3 separate regions of the Mus musculus genome follow, and regions 1 and 3 are each linked to region 2. A link is a contact called in public HiChIP or PLAC-seq data. All regions are on one chromosome and are shown on one strand. The core of a region is the stretch at or near the end of the contact, and the rest is flanking DNA. Distances in the headings are between cores, read along the strand shown. Region 1 has its middle 50 kb from the start of Gm35164. Region 2 overlaps Cacna2d3 (calcium channel, voltage-dependent, alpha2/delta subunit 3). Region 3 overlaps Cacna2d3 (calcium channel, voltage-dependent, alpha2/delta subunit 3).

The links. HiChIP or PLAC-seq counts read pairs in DNA pulled down with a chosen protein or histone mark.
Region 1: an H3K27ac HiChIP or PLAC-seq map of VIP interneurons shows a contact between it and region 2, with 2.9 times the contacts expected there. The contact joins two enhancer-like sites. A contact is called at or near these places in 2 of 484 Hi-C or Micro-C datasets (both in uterus), 1 of 115 datasets of contacts at active chromatin or transcription factors (VIP interneurons) and 1 of 9 other capture datasets (adipose tissue).
Region 3: an H3K27ac HiChIP or PLAC-seq map of VIP interneurons shows a contact between it and region 2, with 2.9 times the contacts expected there. The contact joins two enhancer-like sites. A contact is called at or near these places in 1 of 39 promoter capture datasets (hippocampal neurons), 35 of 484 Hi-C or Micro-C datasets (3T3-L1-derived adipocytes, brain, cardiomyocytes and 23 more) and 5 of 115 datasets of contacts at active chromatin or transcription factors (VIP interneurons, astrocytes, embryonic basal ganglia and 2 more).

The regions. Positions count from the first base shown.
Region 1 is chr14:28,698,377-28,701,521 of GRCm38.p6, forward strand. No RefSeq gene overlaps it. Among named protein-coding and RNA genes, the nearest start is that of Gm35164, 50 kb to the left of the region's middle. Within about 2 kb of position 1,650, at least 2 of the 459 cell types and tissues checked have an H3K27ac peak or open chromatin away from gene starts, as enhancers often do. A contact at or near this core is called in VIP interneurons, where this site is marked.
Region 2 is chr14:29,093,936-29,097,077 of GRCm38.p6, forward strand. All of the region lies in intron 17 of Cacna2d3 (calcium channel, voltage-dependent, alpha2/delta subunit 3), which reads right to left. Among named protein-coding and RNA genes, the nearest start is that of Lrtm1, 77 kb to the left of the region's middle. Within about 2 kb of position 1,631, at least 3 of the 459 cell types and tissues checked have an H3K27ac peak or open chromatin away from gene starts, as enhancers often do. A contact at or near this core is called in VIP interneurons, where this site is marked.
Region 3 is chr14:29,436,478-29,439,941 of GRCm38.p6, forward strand. The region is part of intron 4 of Cacna2d3 (calcium channel, voltage-dependent, alpha2/delta subunit 3); the gene reads right to left. Among named protein-coding and RNA genes, the nearest start is that of Cacna2d3, 280 kb to the right of the region's middle. Within about 2 kb of position 2,019, at least 9 of the 459 cell types and tissues checked have an H3K27ac peak or open chromatin away from gene starts, as enhancers often do. A contact at or near this core is called in VIP interneurons, where this site is marked.

The DNA.
Region 1 (3,145 bases), core at 400-2,899, 400 kb before region 2:
TTGCATTAGCTGTTCATCAAATGAATGATGGATGTCTTCTCTTGCGCGCGCCGGACTCAACCAGCAAGAACGACGCTGCAAGAACGACAGGATCCTTCTGCACATGTTTATTGGGAGAGCTTGATTGCAGAGGCGAAAAGACGCCGAGCCCAGAACTGGTGCTGCTTATATAGGCCTAGAAGAGGCGTGTCTCATACCCAGATTGGTTATGCACTATGCCTCATTTGCATGTTCCTCATCTGATTGGCTACTCTCTCTCTCTCTCTCTCTCTCTCTCTGTACCTCACAGAGCCTCATTATCATACCTCATTTGCATGTCTCACATCTGATTGGTTATATTCTCAGTACCTCATTAACATGCCCAGGCCAGGCAGTGACTTTGCAAAAAACTTTACTGCATATGTACACATTGGTTGTTTGTCCAAACTTATGCGTGGTGGCCAGCAGTAGTCAGTGCCACTCTGCAACGGCACATGTGGCTTCCCACAGTCTTCAGCTCCAGATCCATGGATACCTTGATATCCCTGTGCAAATAGCATTCTTGAATTTGAGACATTATTTACAACACGAAATCACTTCCTGAAATACTTTTATTGTATGAATATTAATCAATACCTATCTTGGCTAATGCTGAGGACAAAGTCCTCTTGTATGATGGGATCCAAAGCATACATTCTAAGCAATGTCAGAATGGGTGAAGCTAATAATTCACAAACTTTGCTTCTACCCATGATGCTATCCAATATAAGTGGACCTAAGATAGCCAGAAAAAGTCACCAGTTCTAAAACTTTTCAAACCCTAAACTCAAGATGAAACAATACTGGGTGACTTTTGTTAAATTCCCAGCCACACCCTTGCCCTTGGCTTACTGTTTTACAAATCCTGGCACTGCCTGCCTCACACACAGAGTAAATGGAAGGCGATGCATTTTCTAGAAGAACTCAGAAATCACTGAGCACGTGTATTTCAGCTTCCTGTTGCTTCAGAGGATAGTTGTTCAATCATTGGAAAGGAAGCAATGGATATGATGACTTCCCAAGAGAAAAAGATAGTTCTTAAAGAAGCACAATGCTTTTGGAGTTGTTGATTTATATATTCAACATATAGGCATTGTTTTAGCCATAAAAGCTGTTCTTAGGTCATTTGTGAGTAAAAATACTATATTAATAGTGTTTCTGGGGCTGCCCCAGAAAGAACATAGTTTCCCAATGTTCTACCCCTGAGTGTGTGAAGATGCCCCCCAGGCTAGGAAATGGTCCTTTCAGTCCAGTCTCTGGTGTGAGTATGCTGGTTGGGGGTCCATGATTTAGACCCTGCTATGGGGTATTTTATCTATGAATTCCTCCCTGTCCCCCGCCTGTGCCTGTGTTTGTTTTCTCAGCCTGCAATAAGCAGCCTCATCTATGGAGAAGTCTCCATATGCATTCAAACAGTCTTAGTCTTTAGAAGACTCTCCAACAAAGCTCTCAGAGTGTGTGTTTAGGGGGCTAATCATCTCCAGGCACCCCTAGAAGCTGTCATTGCTGTCATCTTCCTGTAAAAGCCTGGGCCCTTTGGAGTGCTCATAAATGGGCATTTTCATGCAGAGTCCATCATTTTGAATTGAATTTCAATAACCCCTCTAGTGGCTGCCTGCCAGCCTCAAAATGTCCGTGCTTGTGAAGCAAGCCTCGGTGAGTATGTTTGGAAGCTGGCTGGCTCTGGTTTTAGCAACATACTAGGCTGAGCCCAGAAAATATTTTGTGATATTTATTTTTACAGTATGAATGAGCAAAACATTCAAGAAAGTGTTGATGGGGCTCCAATTCTTAAACTCTGGCGTAGAAAATAGAAATTTGGGTTCTCTACTTGAGCCCCCAGCCTCACCCTCTTCTCCCCCCTTTCCAATGGTGGTGGATTGTTGCTGGCTTTGGCGCAGGCAGCAATGTGTTGAAATGCTATAAATTACAGTTAATGTGATATGATTCTGTTTACCCTTGTCCAACAGTGTTGAACCTACCAATTTTTCCTCTTTGGCTTCCCATGAATTAAGGCGATCAGAGAAGAGCCAGTTGGAAGGCTGGATCTTTTTCATTTTCACTCAGAGTCAATGACAAGTGCAAATGCTCAATTCTGGCTTGAAGGAAAAGGATGTTTGGCTTCAAGGAGGCATTCAGAGAAAGCCCTAGATACTGTCCTGCCTGCTTTTGAAGAAAAAGGATTATGTTCTGGGATGTAAGGAATTGTAAGCATGATTCGGTTTCCCAGATAGGATTCATACCAATAAAACTAAAATGGAAAATGCCAAAGACTTCCTAGCTAGGACCTGAATTCTGAACAGATGACTGCCATATTTGATTTTTCTCACTCAGATACACAAGAATCATCCTTAGGAGAAAAACCTATGGGAACCATCCTGTGTATACCATAGTCATTACAGAGCACTGGACCTTTTCAGGCAAAGTGACTCAGTTGGAATACAAGGATCTCAGCTACTCTGCATGTCACAGAGCTGAACGACCAGTATGACTGAGTGGCCCCAATGCCAATGAGAGTTTTTGTTGAGCAAGGGTGACATGGGTTGTACTTTATAAGAAGTCAGAGAGTCAACAGTTTCCAGGATATTGAAGAATTGAGAAATGGCTGCAATATATATTAATATAAATATAATATATATGTATATATTTATATTTAGATAAAATGCCCATAGCCACATATGAATATGTATATCAATATATTTTAGTGTTATATAATATGCACATTATATTTTATATAATATATACCATATAATATAACATGCAATATGTACATTGTATATTATATTTTATATATTAGAGTATAAATATATATGTATATATTTAAGAAAGCAATCGAATTGGGAAGAAGGTTACATTATGGCATGATCTAATTAAGCTTTGACTAAATGACTGCGAATGATTAGCTATGTCTTGAATGACAAGTGAAAAACAGTTGAAGGAAATATTTATCACACAGCTAATAATTAGCTTTTTTAAGCATTGTGGGATTGGCTGAGGATAGCTCAGTCAGTAGAGTACTTGCCTTGCAAGCACAAGGGCCTGAATTCCATCCTTATAACCCACATTAAAAAATCCTCATGTGCAGATGTACATTTGTAATCTCACTGCTAGGGAGGTATAGACAGGT
Region 2 (3,142 bases), core at 381-2,880:
ACTGGAAGGCAGTTAGTTACTTCAGCCCTCTATGCAGTACAGGACAAGTCTTATCTGGAACCTGTCAAGGACCTTTCATTTTGACATCAGTGAAGCCATAAGGAAGTGACAAATTGGTGGCAAGGGGGTCGGGTGGGGCGGGGTGGGGGACAGTGGAGCAGGACAGGGGCAAACCTGGTTATCATGAGGAACCGTAACTTCTGAGAAAGCCTGGCTAAGACTCCTGGTTTTGGAGACGTTTCATGATTCACACCCAAATCATACAAGATGAAAGAAAATACTGGATAAAACCAAGCCAAACATGAAGTTTGGGGGAAAGATTTTTATTGGACAAATTAGAAAAATATTGGTGCTGTACTTTAGAGGAAGCCACTTCTTTCGTCTGGCTGCAAGGGCAGGAACAACCTCAGTGGCAGACAGAAGGAAACATGGGTTGTGTGAAGAAAGCTCTTCCCACCCTCCCCAGGCTGGCCACAACCCATGCTCACATTCACCATGCTAATCTGGCAGCCTTGGCCAGAACAGAGGGGAAGATCCATCTATAACGACTTCATTATAAGTCTGGGCTTGAGAGGACAAGAGTGGGACTTGGGTGTTGACTCCTCCCCCGAGCCGGTCAAGGAAGCTGCTAACAGCTCTCTGCTGCTTGCTGCACTGCAGAGCCCACCCAGGGCAGATTACCGCATGACAGCCACCAGAGTGCTAGCACATGCACAGGATCTTCTCACAGCCTCCAAAAGGGACACCGACTGAAAATCGTGGGGTTGAAGGGCCCTTTCATTCATCTTCCCACATGACTGACTACATGCTCGGTGGGTCAGCAGGGAGGGGATAGAAAACAGAGAATGAAGAAAGCAACCAGGATACCTGAAACCAGGATAGTTACAGGTACTTCACTGTGTGGCTTCTAGTCTCATTCTCAATGTGAACTGAGGAACAAACCAAAGAATCCCAACACACACACACACACACACACAGAAGGCTCACTTGGAGATACATAGCATAGTTGTTGTCTATACTCTGAATTACAGTGAGCCAAAAATAATTGTTCAACAACAAGAGAATACCCTGAAAAACCAACAAATAAACAAAAGCTATGTGTGTACCCAGTATGCACATGGGTCATTGATAATGCTTACTTACCAGGATAACCTTCTGAAAAATCAAAATGTGTTCTGCACGTGCAGGAACCATCTGACACTATTCTTTTCAGTCTTTAAAGAGGCCAACCCAGGTTGCTGCAGATCTACAGAGCCAGGACGGATGGGATGCTGAGATAACCCCCATCACCCCGTGACATCCTGGAACCTGCAGTACTGCAGGAGCTCTAACTTAACATTCTCCCCTTTACCATGACAACAAAGCAGGTATGTGTATGCTCTGATGAAAGCAGTGTTATCAGGGGAAGGCGGCTCACAGAAAGGCCATGTGACTCAGAAAGCTGGGATGAGGAAGGACTTCCTGTGTGAGATAGATCTCCTTCCACTTAGTGGCGCCTTCACTTAGAAGGAGAACAAGAAAAAAACAAAACAAAACCAAAAACCTCATTCAGAGTCACTCTATACTCTGTGCTCATATGTCGATAGGCTGATTCATGTCATCTCCAATGGAAGCATGCCCTAAAATCCTCTCCTAAACATCTAATGGCCTCAGAGGCAGCGACAGATGAATAGGACAGATGGTCCATTGGTCTGGCCATGCCTTGTCGTGAGTCAGTTGCAAAAGATGCATCTGGTTTGTGTTTTGACAAGTGAGCTGTAGAGCATTCTCTTAGACTATTTCACATATGGAAATCTGACCCTGGCCATCACTTCTGAGAAATCTACTCATCCCAGCAACTGAACATCAATAGGAATCGCAATAACTTGTATGTATGAGCATTCACGTGCCCAGAGTCAGTGCTGTTCGGAATGACCCACTCTTCCAGCCTTCCAGATGCCTTCCCAGTAGACAGAAACCCAACAACAGGCTATTTGCTATGTAACTGGGAGATACAAATGATTAGGGGGGCATGGGATTGTCTTATAGGGGACAGCTATTCACAAGGAAGCCACCACGATGACTGTGTGATCTGGTCCCAATTCCTTCCTCCTTCAAAAGCTGGTAAATGGGAAGTGAATTCATTCCCTGGCAGAAGAGTCAGGTTTGATCATTCCCCTGCCTCTGGTCTGCTCTAGTTTGGAACACGTTTGTGTCAGGAACCCATGCTTAGGCACACCCAACTCACTTGTATGTGCTCTGCCACTCAACAACCCCACTTGACAGCTTGGGGTGAGTAATGCGCTAAGCTCTTTAGACTCAAATACATCTTTAGACTGAAATATTTTTGAAATATCTGTGGCTTTTTCAATCAGACATTCCAGAAGCTTAGAGTTATAATTGAAATAAGTTGACCAGTTAGTTCAGTCCTTTACAGACACAGACACACACAGACACACATAGACACACACATACACACACACACACAGAGAGAGAGAGAGAGACAGAGAGAGAGAGAGGATCAGAGTCGTGTGTGTGTGTGTGTGTGTGTGTGTGTGTGTGTGTGTGTAAAGGCCGCCATCAAACATTACCATCAGTTCCATCTGAAAGTGAGCATATGGGATTCATGTGATGTGGTCATGACTCCATTAATACCAGGGCGATTAGAGCAAAGTTGGATGCTGATGATGGGAATCTCACATGGACAGTTTCTAAACAATGATGCAAGCGAGAAGAGAATGGGTCCCCACAGCGCTCGGCTGACAAGCATTTGCAGAGTTCTCTGCTGCTATGTACTATTCATAATGAAAGGGACAGAGACTTCTGCTATGGGCAGTACTGTGCATTTATGTGTGCGTGTGTGTGTGGCCAGAAAATGACCTACACATTCTCAACTTAGAAGGCCCTGTTCCTCCTAATATCCATATCTTCTTTAAAATAAGCTGAAGGCATGTCAATCTAGGAAGCTGTCTTTCTTGTAGCACATTCTAACTAGTCCAGGATGACAGACAATGTCACCCTCTCTCTCAACCCCTCCACGGGAGACACTGCCAGTGGGTGAGAGTCTCTCCTCATCTCCTTACTTTTCTCCTTCCTTTGCCTCATGGTGGATCTGGGATACTCAAGGCAAGTACTCCACACAGTCACACAGTCAGCCCTTTGC
Region 3 (3,464 bases), core at 769-3,268, 340 kb after region 2:
TAGCAGGTTGTGTGTATATATAAATATATACACATTTATATAAAACCTGGTAAGGCCGAGCAAATTCAAGAACCCCAGCAATTCTCATAATTGATAACGGTAGGCATTTAAATCTACTTCCAACCAGGTTCCTGTCCCGGAACACGTGACCACAACACCCCATGGAGAGGACTCTGACAATCAGTCACACAGGGACAACACCTGAAGTCCTTCCTCATGCAGATGAGGCATCCCTAACATCTCAGGCCAAGCCAATAGAAAACATCTGCCTCTAGATCCCAACCTACCCCTGAAATGTTTATAAGACCCTATCTACAAGGAGTAAAGTGGACAAGTTATTTCACCAAAGATTGCCTGAAGTGCCTGTCTTACTGAGCTGTAACACTCCAAGGAAGAGTTTCCTCTCCTGAAGCTTTTGTTGCTGAACCTCGACCTGGCCCACCAGCCAAGTGTGCTAGCCTGACTTCAGCTACTTCCTTCTAGGTTCCCCACAACCCCCTGCAACCCCCACCCTGTCCTTGGCCCTAGCTACTTCCTGCATCTCACTGCCTGCCACCAACTCCAGTGTATCAGCTGTGGAAGAAGCCCAGAAACCCATCTTGCTCCAGCTCCCACCGAGAGCTGCAACTCTTTGGTCACTAGGGCCTGGCTAGAGCCCCTCAGACTCCTGTGGACAATGCCTGGTCTGCAGACCACTGTTTTAATTTATATCATTCCTTCCTTCCTCCCTCCCTCCCTCCCTTCCTTCTTTCCCTTTCCTGCCTTCTTTCCCTTCCCTTCCCCTTCCCCTTCCTTCCTTCCTTCCTTCCTTCCTTCCTTCCTTCCTTCCTTCCTCCCTTCCTCCCTTCCTCCCTTCCTCCCTTTCTTTAATTGAAAGTAGACTCTTGTTTCTATAATAGAGTGCATCCTGACCAGTGTCTTCTCTCTCCACTCCTCCCTCCTCCCCCAGATCCACACCCCTTCCACTTGCTCTTCAGAAGTGCTCCCGGAGATGAAATGACAGCAAAACAGGATAAAACAAGGTATGTTAAGACAAGGCAAAGGCCCTTACATTAAGGGTGGACAAGACGACCAACAGAAGAAAAAGATTCCCAAAAGATCAGGCAAAAGGGTCAAAGACACACCCGCTCCCACTGTTGGGTATCCCACAAAACTTCCAAGCTATCAGCCATAACATGCATGCCGAGGACCTGGTGAGACCCATGCAGGCCCTGTGCTTGCCCCTCAGTCTATGTGCGCCCATGTGAGCCCTGCTTAGGTGGTTCAGTGAGCTGTGTTCTTCTGAACACATGCTCGTGTCTCTAGCTGCATATGTAGCAGAAGATGGCCTAGTCGGCAATCATAGGGAAGAGAGGCCCCTTGGTCTAGCAAACTTTATATGCCTCAGTACAGGGGAACACCAGGGCCAAGAAGTGGGAGTGAGTGGGTAGGGGAGCAGGGCAGGGGGAGGGTATAGGGGACTTTTGGGATAGCATTTGAAATGTAAATGAAGAAAATATCTAATAAAAAAAAGTGGGAAAAAAATAAAAATAAAAGGAGGCCAGGGGTGGGGGAAGACAAAGAGCTGTGTGACCAGCAAGACTCCATTCAGAAAATGTGCCCCTGGGAAATGCGCTCAAGGAGAACTTGGGTCCCCAAACATGACACTGCTGACCAGTGTCACTGAAACTAGATACCATCAGCTGACACAGTGGGGAGAGGGCATGGAGGGGGACAAAAACAGAGTGTCATCACTATGCAACTCCTCATACAACATGCCTCATTGCTACTGGGTGGCTTGAAGGTCCAGGGAGCATGTTGCTGGCCCCTTATCTCTGCACTGCTCTGCACTGCTATCTGATGCTAAGATGTGAAAGCTTAGCCTGGCAGTGGAGCAGGAGAAAAACCCTGACTTTCCCAACTGGCGCAGTCTTGTTCTATCTCTGCTGCTGCTGCTGTCACTGGTGCTGGCAGAGTGGAGGCTCACCTCACCACAGGGCCCCACTGACAGTACTGTGCTGGAGCACACTAACACTGCCGGGGGAGGGCAGTGAGAGTGCATCTGGTTCAGCGAGACAGGCAATGGGAAACTAGCTCTTTGCACAGTTCTGATGATGCCCATTGAGTGGGAGCTCTCAAAGAGCCACAGCCCAGCATTGTGTGGCAGAAGATAGAGTCTGTGCTTAGCTCCCAGATATGGGAATGGCTGGGCATTGGTTTTTCTCATCACTACCTGACTGCTGAAGGGTATATATAGCCAAAAAGGGTGTTCTGCAATTAGGCAACCTTTCCACGGTCCTTGGTCTAGGAGCAACAGGCTTTTCCATATCTGTGTCTGCCAGAGGACAGGAGGGGAGGAGTGTTGTTCGTGAAGCATGGGGAGTAGTGAGGAAACCCGGGCGCATAGCCAGTTTGTTTTCCTGTCCAGTTGCCCCCGGGCCATTTATCTTTCCCTTCCCATCATTCAAACGTGTCCTAACTCATTTGTGTACCACGAGAGGATGCTAAGATTCAGTTAGTCACATGGGGATAAATGATGGTGGTTCCAGGGAGCTTCACAAGTTCCTGTTCTCAACCTCCATTCTCCTCCTCCCCCTCCTCCTCCCCTCCCCCTCCTTCTTCTCTTCTTTCTCCTCCTTCATCTTCTTCTCCTCCTGCTCCTCCTCCTTCTTCTCCCCCCCTTCTCCTCTTTCATCTCCTTCTTCTCTGCTTTGAGCCAAAATGTCAGCTTCACGATATTCTAACTAAAATATGTAAGTTTACTCCAACTTAAGACATTAGAAGAAGAAGAAGAAGAAGAAGAAGAAGAAGAAGAAGAAGAAGAAGAAGAAGAAGAAGAAGAAGACAGAATTCCACCACTTATGACTTGGACCCAGGCAAAAGGTCTGATCCGCGAGGCCATGGCATCAAGTAAGCTCTGGTAATCCCCAGCCTTCAGCAGAACATGGAGGAGGACAACTCAGGCAACACAGTGGAGGAGCCACAGGGAGCACCTTCCCAAACTGTTAACCTTTTCTTGCTTCTCACTTCGTACTTTAATGAAAATAAATTGAATCCAGGAAACTCTTCTTAAAATAATGCCTGAAATGATTTGCAAGAGAAAAAGCATATATCAACAGCAGCAGCAATAGGCATATTCTGAAAGTGTCCCATCCCTCACCCAGTCAGAGTGTTTGGTAAAGCCTTGGACTCTGAAGCAAGCCGGATGGGTAGGGGCACATCCATCGGGTCTGCTGGCAGGGACCACATCATCCAAAGTGGAGTGCTTTTGTTTAAAGAGAAAAATGCACATTCAGGGAGTGAGCTTTCCTCTCTCTCTCTCTCTCTCTCTCTCTCTCTCTCTCTCTCTCTCTGTGTGTGTGTGTGTGTGTACACTTGTGTATGTGTGTATATATCTGGAGGCTCAGTGTATCTTGCTGTACCTCCCTCTTCCAAATTTCTTCAAGACAAGGTCTTTTACCAAACCTGAAGATATGTTGCTGGCC